Linked DNA regions of Mus musculus: regions 1 and 3 are each linked to region 2. A link is a contact called in public HiCAR-type and promoter capture Hi-C data. All regions are on one chromosome and are shown on one strand. Each heading gives the region's core, a stretch centred on a gene start, on an enhancer-like site or on the middle of the called end of the contact. The rest is flanking DNA. Distances are from core to core; before and after follow the strand shown.

Region 1 (3,968 bases), core at 1,294-3,793, 3.0 Mb after region 2:
TCCTGTGCTCAGCTGTGACATGAGCGCCAAGCTTCCTGCCTAACTGTTGCAACACTGCACCCATCATGACAGACTCCCCATCTAGAAAGATAAGCTAAATAAACTGTCTTCCTTAAGTTGCCTTTAGTCAAGATATTTTATCACAGCTTAAAAAAAAAAACAACAACACAGTTCCCTTCTTTCTAATTTCCTCATTTTCTAAACCTTCAAATATATAGAAAAAATTGAAGTGCAAACAGGAATATATACACAAATATGGATTTACTCAAAGACAGGGTCATTAGAAAAGAACAAATCCTCTGGTGTTTGCTCTCTTTGCTGATTGCTTTAGGTTGTTGTCTGCCTTTAAAGTGGGGGACTGAATGGAATAGCCCGTGCCCATCTCAAATAACAACAACAAACATTTTTATTTGAATATTTACTATTTGAGAATTTCAGTCATGAGTATAATATGTTTACAACATTTCTACCTTTCTTTTACTCCAATTTCTTCCCTGTCCCATCCCACTTTCTCTTGAATTGATAGCTTCATCTTCTATAATTATTGGTGGTGGTGGTGGTGGTGGTGGTGGTGGTGGTGGTGGTGGTGGTGTGTGTGTGTGTTTGTGGTGTTCCTCTAAATTCACCTAATGTTACTCTTATGTACAAGGGTTTGCTGCTGACCACTTGGGACTGGAAAATCTATCAGAGGGCAAAGTCCCTGAAGGAAACTGATTCTCTCTTCCTCAGCAGCCATTGGCGGCCACAGTTTTTTTCATCTAAGGATGGGACCTTGTGTAATTTCCCCACTCCCATTGGCATGTTGGCTGCTGGGGTCATTATGCAGATCTGGTTTAGGCATTTCATCCTTGCAGCTTATTATCATATAAAAAAATGCTATCAGGCTGGAGTGGTGATTTGGTGGTTAAAAGCACTGACTGCTCTTCCAGAGGTCCTGAGTTCAGTCCCAGCAACCACAGGGTGGCTCACAACCATCTATAGTGGGATCCAATGCCCTCTTCTGGTGTGTCTGAAGAGAGCTACAGTGTACTTACATACATAAAATAAATAAACAAATAAGATGCTATCTCAAAAAACAAACAAAAAAAAAAAAAAACTCCAAATCCTCTGGCTCTTACCTTCCTTCTCCCTCCTCTATATAGATCTTCCCTGAGCCTTGGGTGTAGGGGTTGGTTGGAGATACACCAGTGGGCACTGGGCACACCACAGTTACCCGTTCTCTGCATCTTGAGCAGTAGTGAATCTCTGTAGTCATTTCCACGCTCTGCAAAAGAAGCTTGTTCAATGAAGGGTACAATGGTAAGAATTTAGGACACCGTAAGAAGATATATTGATTTAGGAAAATGCCAGCATGGGTTCTCTTCTCAAATATACAACCTCTCTGGCTGTGGGTAGTTGGCTAGATTTTACAGGCATGAACAGGTCTTAGTGAGCCTATTGTGCAGGCCTTAAATCCACGGAGATAGCCATTGGTTAACCCTGTGGTGTACGTGCCATGATTACACCATAACATATCAAGTGCCCCACTAGTCATCGACATGCTTCTTAGACTTCACGTCTGGGTAGGACTACTGGCTGTTCCTCCTCCTTGGCAACTTGCACCGTGCAATACTATAAAAGGCAGCCTTCAGGGATGGGGTATTCTACCAGGTCAGAACCAGCTCAGCCCCTCTGAGTTCCGTATCCAAAGTGTGTAGTGTCTTCACCACCAGGCTCTTACCTTCAAGTTCCAGGAGGCAACCATGGGTGACAGCAATAACCTGTACCATTTGGGAGGCCTCTTGGGTCGCCCTCAGCAGCTACTGAAAGGGAGGTTTTCATCGTCTCTCATTCTCATTTCCATCAGATAGTTTATGGAATGGGGATGGGGGAGAGGGGTTATCACTCCATATGGTATAATTCCATTTAAACCATTTACCCAAGTAAGATAATGTATGGATAAGGATAGACTATGTCTAACATATCATCCTCCATAAAGGAGCCCAATTATTTGGTTATCTAAATAACAGCACTAACAACCATTATCATGCATGAGTCACTGGGTGAATATACAAGTCTCTGTCTGTTGTATAAATGCTGTGCTTACATTCCCTTATTATTAGAGACTTACTGAAACATTCCATCCATTTCAACATCCATGGTATATGTGTTCTCGGTAGGCAGCAATGGGTAGCAGAATTTTTTGTTTATATTGAAATACAGTATAACTCTACTTCCTGTCTCTCAGAACGCCAGCGTCCTTCACAAGCTAAAACAAGTAGGAAATGCTTATGGGGTCAGGCAGTTAGGGCTGAGGGACTGCCAGGCCAGGAAGAGCTAGCTCTCACTGCGGTGCTGAAGTTCTGGAAGCAAACACTGTGTGGGAGGCCTGGAGAAAGAGTGAATTGTTGTTCGCACCTCAGCTTTGATTTGGAGACACCTGCGAGAGAAAATGCCTCTCTCTCGGTACTTGCTGGTTATTTTATTTCCAGAAAACACGCTTGTTATTTTAGCCGAGGTAATTGCCTGAGCTCCGGGGATGATTTGTCATAAATGAACAGTGACATCTATAGGTAGATCAGAGTAATACGTATCTGTAGGAAAAAAAAAAAAAGCAACTGTTCTCAGTTGTTATATGACCGCCCAAAATAATGTCAAATGCTTCTGTTTGAGAGAGGAAAGAGGTAACACTAGAGTTGAAAAAAAAAAAAAAAACTAAAACGACACAGAGACAGACAGGTAGATAGAGGCAGAGGACATTTCTGGACAAAGGTAAGTCGGAAATCCCTGGGGTTTCTGACAAACCGGCTTGTCTGTTGCAGGTTCTTCTGTGCTGGTGCCAAGTAAGAATTTTGGCTTCAGTCACCAATTTTTCTTCTCTCCTTTGGTTAAACAGATCGATCAGCAGAGGCTGCTCCAAAGGCACTGTTCATTTAAACCATTTACATAGCAACATTTCCAAAGTTAATCCCCCACCCTGCTTCGGCAGCCTTGAGATTTAAGCATTTCCATGGATCTGTCCGATGTCTTCTCAGGACAGCTACCAGCCCCCCGGCTGTTCAGTGAGAATAAGCCGGTCTAGACGCAGTAGCTATACAGGTGGCTACATACTCGTCTTGTTACCCTCTGCCAGGTGCCCATGAAGTTGGCTGGATCCCATGAGAGGTGGCTGCAGTCCCCAGGGTTTCTGAGACCCCTGATAGGTCACACTGCTGTGGGTCAGGGGCAAACCCAGCAGCTAGATTGAGGGCAGAAAAGCCAAGTTTCTCTCTGTCCTTGGCTAAGCTTCACCCAGGGCCCTGTGCCCGGGGAATTTATTGCACATTGTTAATTTACAAAAGCCTGCGCCGTTGGCTTAGGGATAATTCTGCTAGGCTCCACCCAAGAGCTACCTAGCAACAGCTTGCATAGCTGCCTGCCAGGTGCAAGCCAACCTGGTGTGTAAGGAGGACTGCTCACCTACTCCAACTCCCTCTTCCCTCCCTCTCTTTCTCTCTCTCTGCCCCCCCCTTCATGTGTGTGTGCCCTTCTCTATCTCCACCTTCTATTCTCCTAATTCCCCACATGTCCCTGGCCAGCCTTGTCTCCTCTTCCTCTCTCTGTCCTTCCTTCCTCTCTCTTCTCTCTCTGTCCTTCTCTACCCCCTTCGTTGCTCTGCCTTTCCCTCTTTCCAGGTGCCCCTCCATTCCCCCCAATAAACCTCCTTTTGTACAAGGCCTGTTGCCTGGTGGTGATCCCTCGGGGGAACACCTTAGCTGCCCCTCTGAGGTGCTCCCTCCTGCCCTATTATACTGCCAGTTTACAAAACACAACACACACTTTCCATCCAATGAGTCTGGCTGTTAAAACCCAGAGGTGGTTGAAACATTTGATTGACAGATAAAGTCTCCAATACCTGGGAATCACAAAGGCCAATGACTTCAACTTTCTTATGCCTAAGGAACCCCCCCCCACCCCCCCCACCCCCCCCAGCTCCTGGGAACAACACA
Region 2 (3,934 bases), core at 31-2,530:
AGCAAGCCACAGGAAGCAAGGCAGTAAGCAGTACTCCTCTGTGGCCTTCTGCATCATCAGCTCCTGCCTCCAGGTTTCTGCCCAGTTTGAGTTCCAATTTCCTTCAAGGTCAGAGTAAACTGAAATAAACACCCTCCTTCCCAAGTTGCTTTTGGTGATAGTGTTTATGACAGCAATAGAAACCCAAGACAGAGGTAGACTGTGTGTACATGTGCTCTACCTCCTCCAACACCACCATCTCTGCCCTGAGCCTCACGGGGAAGGGGTCAGGGTGTGTGGCTCGGTGGTAGGGCATTCGTTTGCCTCTGAAGAGTGGGTTCCAGCCTGGCACTGTGGAAAAGTTGCTAGTTCCCTTTCATATCAAACCAGGCTGAAAGGGTCAGAATTCACTGCCCGAGTCATAGGTTAAGGTTATAGGTCACCTGGGACTAGGTGCAACTCTGTTCTTCCTGGCTTTCCATAGCACTTAGCCATTGCTGCTCAAAACTCTTCCCTGGGTGAACGCAGGTGTCTGGTCCTTCCATTCCTCTGCCTTCAGGAGCCACCCCCTCCCCCACGTGGGGACAACATGGGCAGTGAGCCAGGGATTTGCTTCCACAAAAATCCACCTTAGTTTTGACAGGTCGTTGCAGTGATAATAATTGAATATACTTCTCCTTCAATCACTTTGATAGACGACTAAACAATAGGAGGGAATATGGGTTTTACTATATTCTTAAGAATCGACACATATTTGACCCTTGACGTTCTGATTTTTGTCACCTAAGGGATAGAATGATTACGCTGACATAAGCCATGATTTGGAAGAATTTTTTTTTCGGCCGTAGGGTGGGGGGGGGGGGGAGATTAACATTTTCCAGAAGTAGGGGAGGTGCCGCTCTTACTAGCACATGCCTTGTGCAAACCAGAGTTCTTCCCTTTCTGTCTGAACTCGAGGATCTGAGTTGGTGACCCTATCGCGTGTCCAGAAACACCTCAGCCCTCCTCTTTAGCATCCCGTGTGCTCTGGTTCTTGCGTCTAGAACCAAGGACTGCAGCGGGGGCACATTCACTGGGGACACCAGTTATCTTTTGTCCCATGCTCTGTAATGAATCTTGCCTAGTTTTGTTTTGCAAAGTAAAACCAGTGAGCATCCCTCCAGGGCTCCCAGACCTGGCTGGGGAAGGTGGCAGACTCCTGGCTATTCTGTTATTCTGCCACCCTGTGGCCGGGCGCCAGAGTTACACTGAGGGGGAGGGGCTAGGAATATTTACTGTTTCCATGGCAACTGCAGCTTCCGTTGGCAACTGCAGCTTCCGTTGGCAACTGCAGCTTCCGTTGGCAGCGAGCCGACCAGAGGGGCAATGGCTGAGGATCAGGAACCTGACTGTAAGTGGTCTGCCTCTATTTTTGTGGGTTTTGACCCGGTTGATGTTTGTCCAGGAAAGCTGGTTTCTCAGAAGTGGTTTTGAAAGTAAAAACCTTTCTGGTGGCAGGAAGTCAGCTCCTGGATCAGGAGGGTTTGCTTGGACCCAGCGACTCAGACCTTTCAGAAGCTTAAGGAAGCTGGCTACTTCTGTCCTCAACCGGAAACAGAGAGCAAAGAACACACGCGCACCATTTCTCCACTCAGCTCCAGGACCCCGCCAGGAAACAGAGTGGGTCTTCCCACCTCAGCCCATTTAAGAAAACCCCTCAGGTCATGGCCACAGGACAACTTCATCTAGACAATTTCTTTTGAGAGTTCCTTCCTGGATTCTATTTTGTGTCAGACTGATAATCAAAAGTAACTATCACCTTGGTATGTGTGTTATAGGATGTGTGTAAAGGCGTATGGAGTGTGTGTGTGTAAAAGTACCTTGGAGGGAAAGGGATGGAGGGGCTCACCATACTCGTTCAGTGCTTTTTGTTTTGAAGCTGAGAGTTTTGCAAAACTTCCTGTACCACACCGCTCTCTTGGTATGTGACTTACAGGTCAGAGAGGCAGGCAGGCAAGCAGGTGTCTGTTTCGAATACATAGATGATTGTCCACACATAATAAAAGTAGGGAACAGCTCACATGTAATAAATCTAACAACCTAACAGTCTAGCTCTAAGTGACACCACCAGTATTGAGAGGCAGAGTTCACTCAGGGAATATTGCTAGAGCAACAGGTTGCAAGTCTACTGTCCTAGTGCACAGCCAACCCCCATATCCACATGCAGTGATGTGGAGGTCATTGACATTGATGGGACACTGACAACACTGCAGATGTCCCTTGAGAGTGACGAGGCTAACTGGTAACAGCCTCAGTTGTGCTTAGCCAGGTCAGCCCGCATGCTAGACACTCAACACACACAAGGCTCAGAGCCAGGCCATTGGCAGGACATCTGCTGGGAGACATGGTCTCTTGTCATTAGAGTAAGCATGTGGCTCATGTCTGCTGAGGTACATTGGAGACCAGTATCTGTAGAGCTTCCTGAACCTGGACTTTTATGACCCTTCTGAGGCTGGTCTAGTTTTTGCATGTATGGTGTGCATGTGTGTGTTGGTCAGTACCTTGGAGAGAGGTATCCCCCCTATAAAACCCTACAACACAGACACCAAGGGGATAGTTAATTTTGATTATCAACCTGACACAAAATAAATTCACAAAGGAGCTCTGAAAAGAAATTGTCTAAATGAGGTTGCCCTGTGGCCATGCCCTGAGAGGTTTTCTTAAATGGGCTGAGGTGGTGTACTGGCTAGTTTTGTGTCAACTTGACACAGCTGGAGTTATCACAGAGAAAGGAGCTTCAGTTGAGGAAATGCCTCCATGAGATCCAACTGTAAGGCATTTTCTCAATTAGTGATCAAGGGGGAAAGGCCCCTTGTGGGTGGGACCATCTCTGGGCTGGTAGTCTTGGTAGTCTGGTAGTAAGAGAGCACGCTGAGCAAGCCAGGGGAAGCAAGCCAGTAATTAACATCCCTCCATGGCCTCTGCATCAGCTTCTGCTTCCTGACCTGCTTGAGTTCCAGTCCTGACTTCCTTTGGTGATGAACAGCAGTATGGAAGTGTAAGCCGAATAAACCTTTTCCTCCCCAACTTGTTTTCTTGTTCATGATGTTTGTGCAGGAATAGAAACCCTGACTAAGACAGGTGGGAAGACCCAATCTGTTTCTTGGGTGGGGCCTTGGGTGAATGGAAAGAGAGCTGAGTGGGGCACTGGTGCGCATGTGTTCTTTGGCCCCTGCTCCTGATTCTGTGTGGGGTCACCTGATCCCAGGTTGAAAATGGCTGTGCTAATTAGAAAAGCCTCACTGGACTGGTGGCTTTGAGTGTTTTCTGGACATAAACTAACAGAAGGACTGCTCTGATGCAGCGTGTACCTTTCCTCAGTTGGTGACACACATTTTTTTCCTGCACATGTTTTGGATGAAATGCAGGACTATCAGCTTTGATAAAAGTCACATTAATATTTTATTAATTGATAAGGGCACTTCTTTGAAGTACTAAGCTGATCAGTTTGGGAAGTCTTAACAATCCCATTCCCAGAAGTATTTGTTTCACCACCTAGCCACGGTCACTCACGTAGGACAGAGTATGGCTCTTTTTCACCTAGGGCTGTGCTTGGGGTGGCTGGGAGCTGGGTTTGACCACATCCCTAAAGGGACAAAGTCCTGAGATGGCCAGAGTATATTTAGTGCCCAGGTGTGACCCCAGGCATCATTCCCAGGGACGAAGACAAGAAGGGAGGGGCTTTGGTGATGTCTGTGTCCCATGGCCCCAAGACAGCGTAGCATCATAGGAACCCATTGACTAAAAGCAAAGGGTGGAAATCCATTATTCACTCAGAGACGAAGGGTTCCACATCAGAGAAAATGAATGATTTCGAGAGGGGAGAGCTACCTGGCCAGCCATGGGGGTATCGGGGGAAGCTCTGCCCTGCTGCAGCTGGAAGTGGGTTCTGACAAGGAGAACAAATCTGTGAGAG
Region 3 (3,701 bases), core at 843-3,342, 2.7 Mb after region 2:
TGGGCGATGGGCTGGAATTATTCTAAATTGAAGCCATTTTAAAATATGTTTCTGGGCTTTTTGGCTTTTGTTTGTTTGGGGCTTTTTTTTTTTTTTTTTTTTGGATTTTTTGTTTGTTTGGTTTGGTTTTGGTTTTGGTTTTGTTTCATTTTTGTTTTTAGTTTGGGTTTTGTTTTTGTTTTTTGGAAGACAGATATGTTGTTGAAAGTTCCCTTTTCTCTGGTGCTTTTTACCAAGTCTGGAGCTTGCTGGGATGATGTTTCTTAAAAGATTTAAAACACCAGCTTGCCTAGGAGGAACTGGAGCAAGAAGTAACCCAGATATCTGGTTATGGGAGGAGGGCCCACCTAGATGGATAGAAGGTCCCTCCTGAGGCCACCATAGGGTCATGACCCAACTTCCCTGACTGTGCCTGTGCCTCTGGCCTGCCCACAGAGGACCCCATGGGATTCCTCCAGACATGCCCTTGAGGCACCCTCAGCAGCCTCAGGGACAAGCCTCAGGCCCATGTGTTTGCTCGGATACAGTAAAACACTGATGGGACTCTGTCCTGCTGGCACCGAGGCTGCAGAAGCTGTTACAGTCGCCAATGCGAGACACAAGCCATCAGCTGCTGGAGCTGCCAAAGGTTCTTCCTGCTTTGTCTCTCCAAGCTGGGAGTCAACAAAAAGATGGAATCAGGCTCTATGCACTGTCTCACGGCTGGCACTGCCATCCAGGGCCATGCCTTTGGATATATAGATTTATATTACGTGCAGGTGCCTGTGCAATGTATGTGCATATATATACATGTCTACATAATGTACATGTAAGTCCTCTAGCCCACACTGTAAGGAAGTTCTACCCAAAGTTATCAATAAGTATTGAGTAGCCATCCTTCATGATTTATTAGAAGCTTAATAATGTATTTTTTTTTGGCAATAATAGAATGAAGTTTAAAGGTTTTCTTACCTTAGATAATTGATGTTGGTCCAGGTTTGTAACCAAAGATATGTTTCCAGACCTGATCACTTTGATGAACTCTGAATTCTATGGTACCAAGTACTGTTTACTGATGATCTCGCTTTATACTGAAGTGGGGTTGTTAACTTACTATGGTTGTACCCACTTCATGGAAGAAAGGCCTGAGTCTCAAGGAAGTGAAAGTACTTTCCAAATCCTGTTACAGCAGGTAGTAGCTAAGTCAGAATTAGAAGCTGGATCTGTCTCTATAGCCTGGGACCACAGCCACTGTGCTAGCTATGTGATAGGGAATTGGTAGGTCTGGGGCCACAGCCACTATGCTAGCTATGTGATAGGGAATTGGTAGGTCTGGGACCACAGCCACTGTGCTAGCTATGTGATAGGGAATTGGTAGGTCTGGGGCCACAGCCACTGTGCTAGCTATGTAATAGGGAATTGGTAGGTCATTTTCATCAAGTTACAAAATGGTGGATAAATTATCTTTTGAGCTTATATTGAAAACGTGTTTTCTCAAGTTCCACTTTTAAAAGATTTAAAAAATAAAACTATTTCCAATAAAAAATGCAGATTCTTCACTTTTGGCCTCCAAAATATAATTTAGCACCTCAAGAATGAGATGTAGAGGGACTTAGAACAGGAAGAAACATTGTGTCTGAGATTAAAACTGTGACTAGTGTTGAAACTGTCCAGAGTTTAAACTGTGTTTTCAGTTGAGTTGTGTTTTCAGGTCTGGAGTTGAAACTATGTCTGGAATAGCAGCTTCTCCATAAGAGGCAACATCTTTCAGTAGCTGATAGAAGCTTCATTGGTTGGTATGGTGAGATTAGGTATCCAAACAGTTATAAAAACCAAGAATCCAAATAACTCACTGCCTTCCCCACTGAGTGCCCTGGAGCTGGAGCTTGCCTCTGAGACATGGGTGGATTTCAGCCCTTTTGAGATCACTAGAAGTTACCATGTAACAATCTGGGACACTCTCCCACTTATTCCAGGTCTCTAAAATGTCACAGCAACCTTGGCTTCATGCTGCCACTCTACAGAAAAAGAGAACAGAAACCTGAAAGCAGTGGTCCAAGTTGGGTTACACAGTGCCAACATAATAACCCTTGTGACTAGCTGGCAAAGCTTGCTGGAACTTATTAACTTCACAGACTACTAGCTTCCACCAAACAAGAGGCTAAGAATGTGGCCAGACAGCATCTGAGGCCCGTGGCAGAGATGTTCCTGCTTGCTGAGACTGCTTGCCTGAATTTCCCACCATTGTCTTTGAAAGTGCATTTTTCTATGACCAACCTCATTTGCTCTCTTTCTGTAAAAGCTTCATGAAACCACAGCCATGCTACATGGTAACCTAAATCCGTGTTCTCAGGCCATGCTCTCTCCTATTTGCCTCAGAATAAAAAATCTTTCATCCCCTTTGAGACGAGAGTGGTGTGTAGCAAAAGGCTTCTTAAAGCATCCTCCTTGTTTCCTTAATGTGCCTTTGAACGGTCAGCAAACTTTCCTAGCTGCCAAGAGTGACTTGCTACTGGAAATAATTGGGCGGGGGGAGGGGGGAATAATGATACTATTTCTTAATAAGTGAGATTCTATTAAATTCAGCTTCTCTTCAAATTCCAATACCTTACATCTATATTTGTTACTTTTCCTGATGCTGTGACCAAATGCTGACAAACTTTAATTAAGGAATGAAGGAAAGGCATTCTGGTTTCCATTTCTAAGATACAAACCATCCCAGTGGGGAAGACATGGGGCAGGAGCCCGTGGCAGCTGGTCACATTGCATCCACAGTCGGGAAGCAGAGATGGATTCTGGTACTCAGCTCGTGTCCTATCTTTTATTCCTTCTGGGATCACTGCCCAGTCCATGTAAGTGCCACCCACATCTGGTGTATGCCTTGCAAACCTCAGTTAACCCAACATAGACACATAGTTATTCCCAGAGGTTTGTCTCCCAGGTGACCCTAGGTCCTGTTAAATTGGCAGTCACTATTAACCATCACAACATCTATGACTAAAGTTAAGGAGATGCTAGCCATACTCATAATTCTATTTCATTTCAGGCAGGGTCTTATATAGCCTAGACTGGCCTGGAACTCACTGTGTAGCCCCACAGTAGACTATTTTTCAGGGACTTTGAGGACTTACAGAAATCTACTTTCTGTGGGGCATGGTTGACTGAATTCTGTGAGGCAAGGGGGGCACACAAACAGCGAGGAACATTCCTTGGAAAAAGCTGGCTTTGTCAGACTCTGGGGATGAGGGAGCCAAGTTCCTTGGTGGTGTAATTAGTGTCTTAAGTGGCTTTGTCTGAAATGATGCTGAGGTAATCTACAGTCCTTTATCATGTTCAACCAGAGAACACAAGCCCACTCAGCTCGCTGTAACTGCAAATATCCCTTAATGAATACACATTTGCTTTGGCTCCTGAGCTCTGTTTTGCATCAATTCCTGTAATTTTGCAAGTCATAAAATGCCCCAGATTCCTTTCATTAAGGTATTTTCACTTGGGTAAAAGTGGTGTAAACACATTAGAACAATTCTAGGTGTGTTGCCCAGGAAACCCGGGGTGATACGAGGAGATGGTGTCTCTTTTGATCTTAAAAAAGAAGAAAGTAGAACCGATAAAGAAGGGAAATTGGGGTGGTGGGCACCTCAAAGCCTTGGAGAGGTGTTGGTGAGGAGCCAATGTGGGAAAAGTGTTGAGAAAAGGGTACCTGGGAGGCCTCCCATAACGCC

What was found. Promoter capture Hi-C pulls out the DNA fragments that hold promoters and counts their contacts. HiCAR-type assays count read pairs that join an accessible place to other places.
Region 1: a promoter capture Hi-C map of hippocampal neurons shows a contact between it and region 2, with 20 times the contacts expected there. The contact joins the enhancer-like site here to the promoter of 1700010I14Rik in region 2. A contact is called at or near these places in 10 of 39 promoter capture datasets (the 3T3-L1 cell line, 3T3-L1-derived adipocytes, cranial neural crest and 5 more), 1 of 115 datasets of contacts at active chromatin or transcription factors (astrocytes) and 1 of 9 other capture datasets (adipose tissue).
Region 3: a contact with region 2 is called in a HiCAR-type map of astrocytes, with 6 times the contacts expected there. The contact joins the enhancer-like site here to the promoter of 1700010I14Rik in region 2. A contact is called at or near these places in 5 of 39 promoter capture datasets (the 3T3-L1 cell line, cranial neural crest, embryonic stem cells and 2 more), 1 of 115 datasets of contacts at active chromatin or transcription factors (astrocytes) and 1 of 9 other capture datasets (liver).

Annotation. Positions count from the first base shown.
Region 1 is chr17:11,970,313-11,974,280 of GRCm38.p6, forward strand. All of the region lies in intron 9 of Prkn (parkin RBR E3 ubiquitin protein ligase), which reads left to right. Gm46604 (a long non-coding RNA gene) reads right to left here. Exons shown (of 6, transcript XR_001782243.2): 3 at 1,119-2,573. Among named protein-coding and RNA genes, the nearest start is that of Gm52293, 59 kb to the right of the region's middle. Within about 2 kb of position 2,544, at least 30 of the 459 cell types and tissues checked have an H3K27ac peak or open chromatin away from gene starts, as enhancers often do. A contact at or near this core is called in hippocampal neurons, where this site is marked.
Region 2 is chr17:8,987,053-8,990,986 of GRCm38.p6, forward strand. It overlaps 1700010I14Rik (RIKEN cDNA 1700010I14 gene), which reads left to right and starts at 1,281. Exons shown (of 10, transcript NM_025851.3): 1 at 1,281-1,369. The coding sequence starts at 1,345.
Region 3 is chr17:11,725,244-11,728,944 of GRCm38.p6, forward strand. All of the region lies in intron 7 of Prkn (parkin RBR E3 ubiquitin protein ligase), which reads left to right. Among named protein-coding and RNA genes, the nearest start is that of Gm41525, 62 kb to the left of the region's middle. Within about 2 kb of position 2,093, at least 5 of the 459 cell types and tissues checked have an H3K27ac peak or open chromatin away from gene starts, as enhancers often do. A contact at or near this core is called in astrocytes, where this site is marked.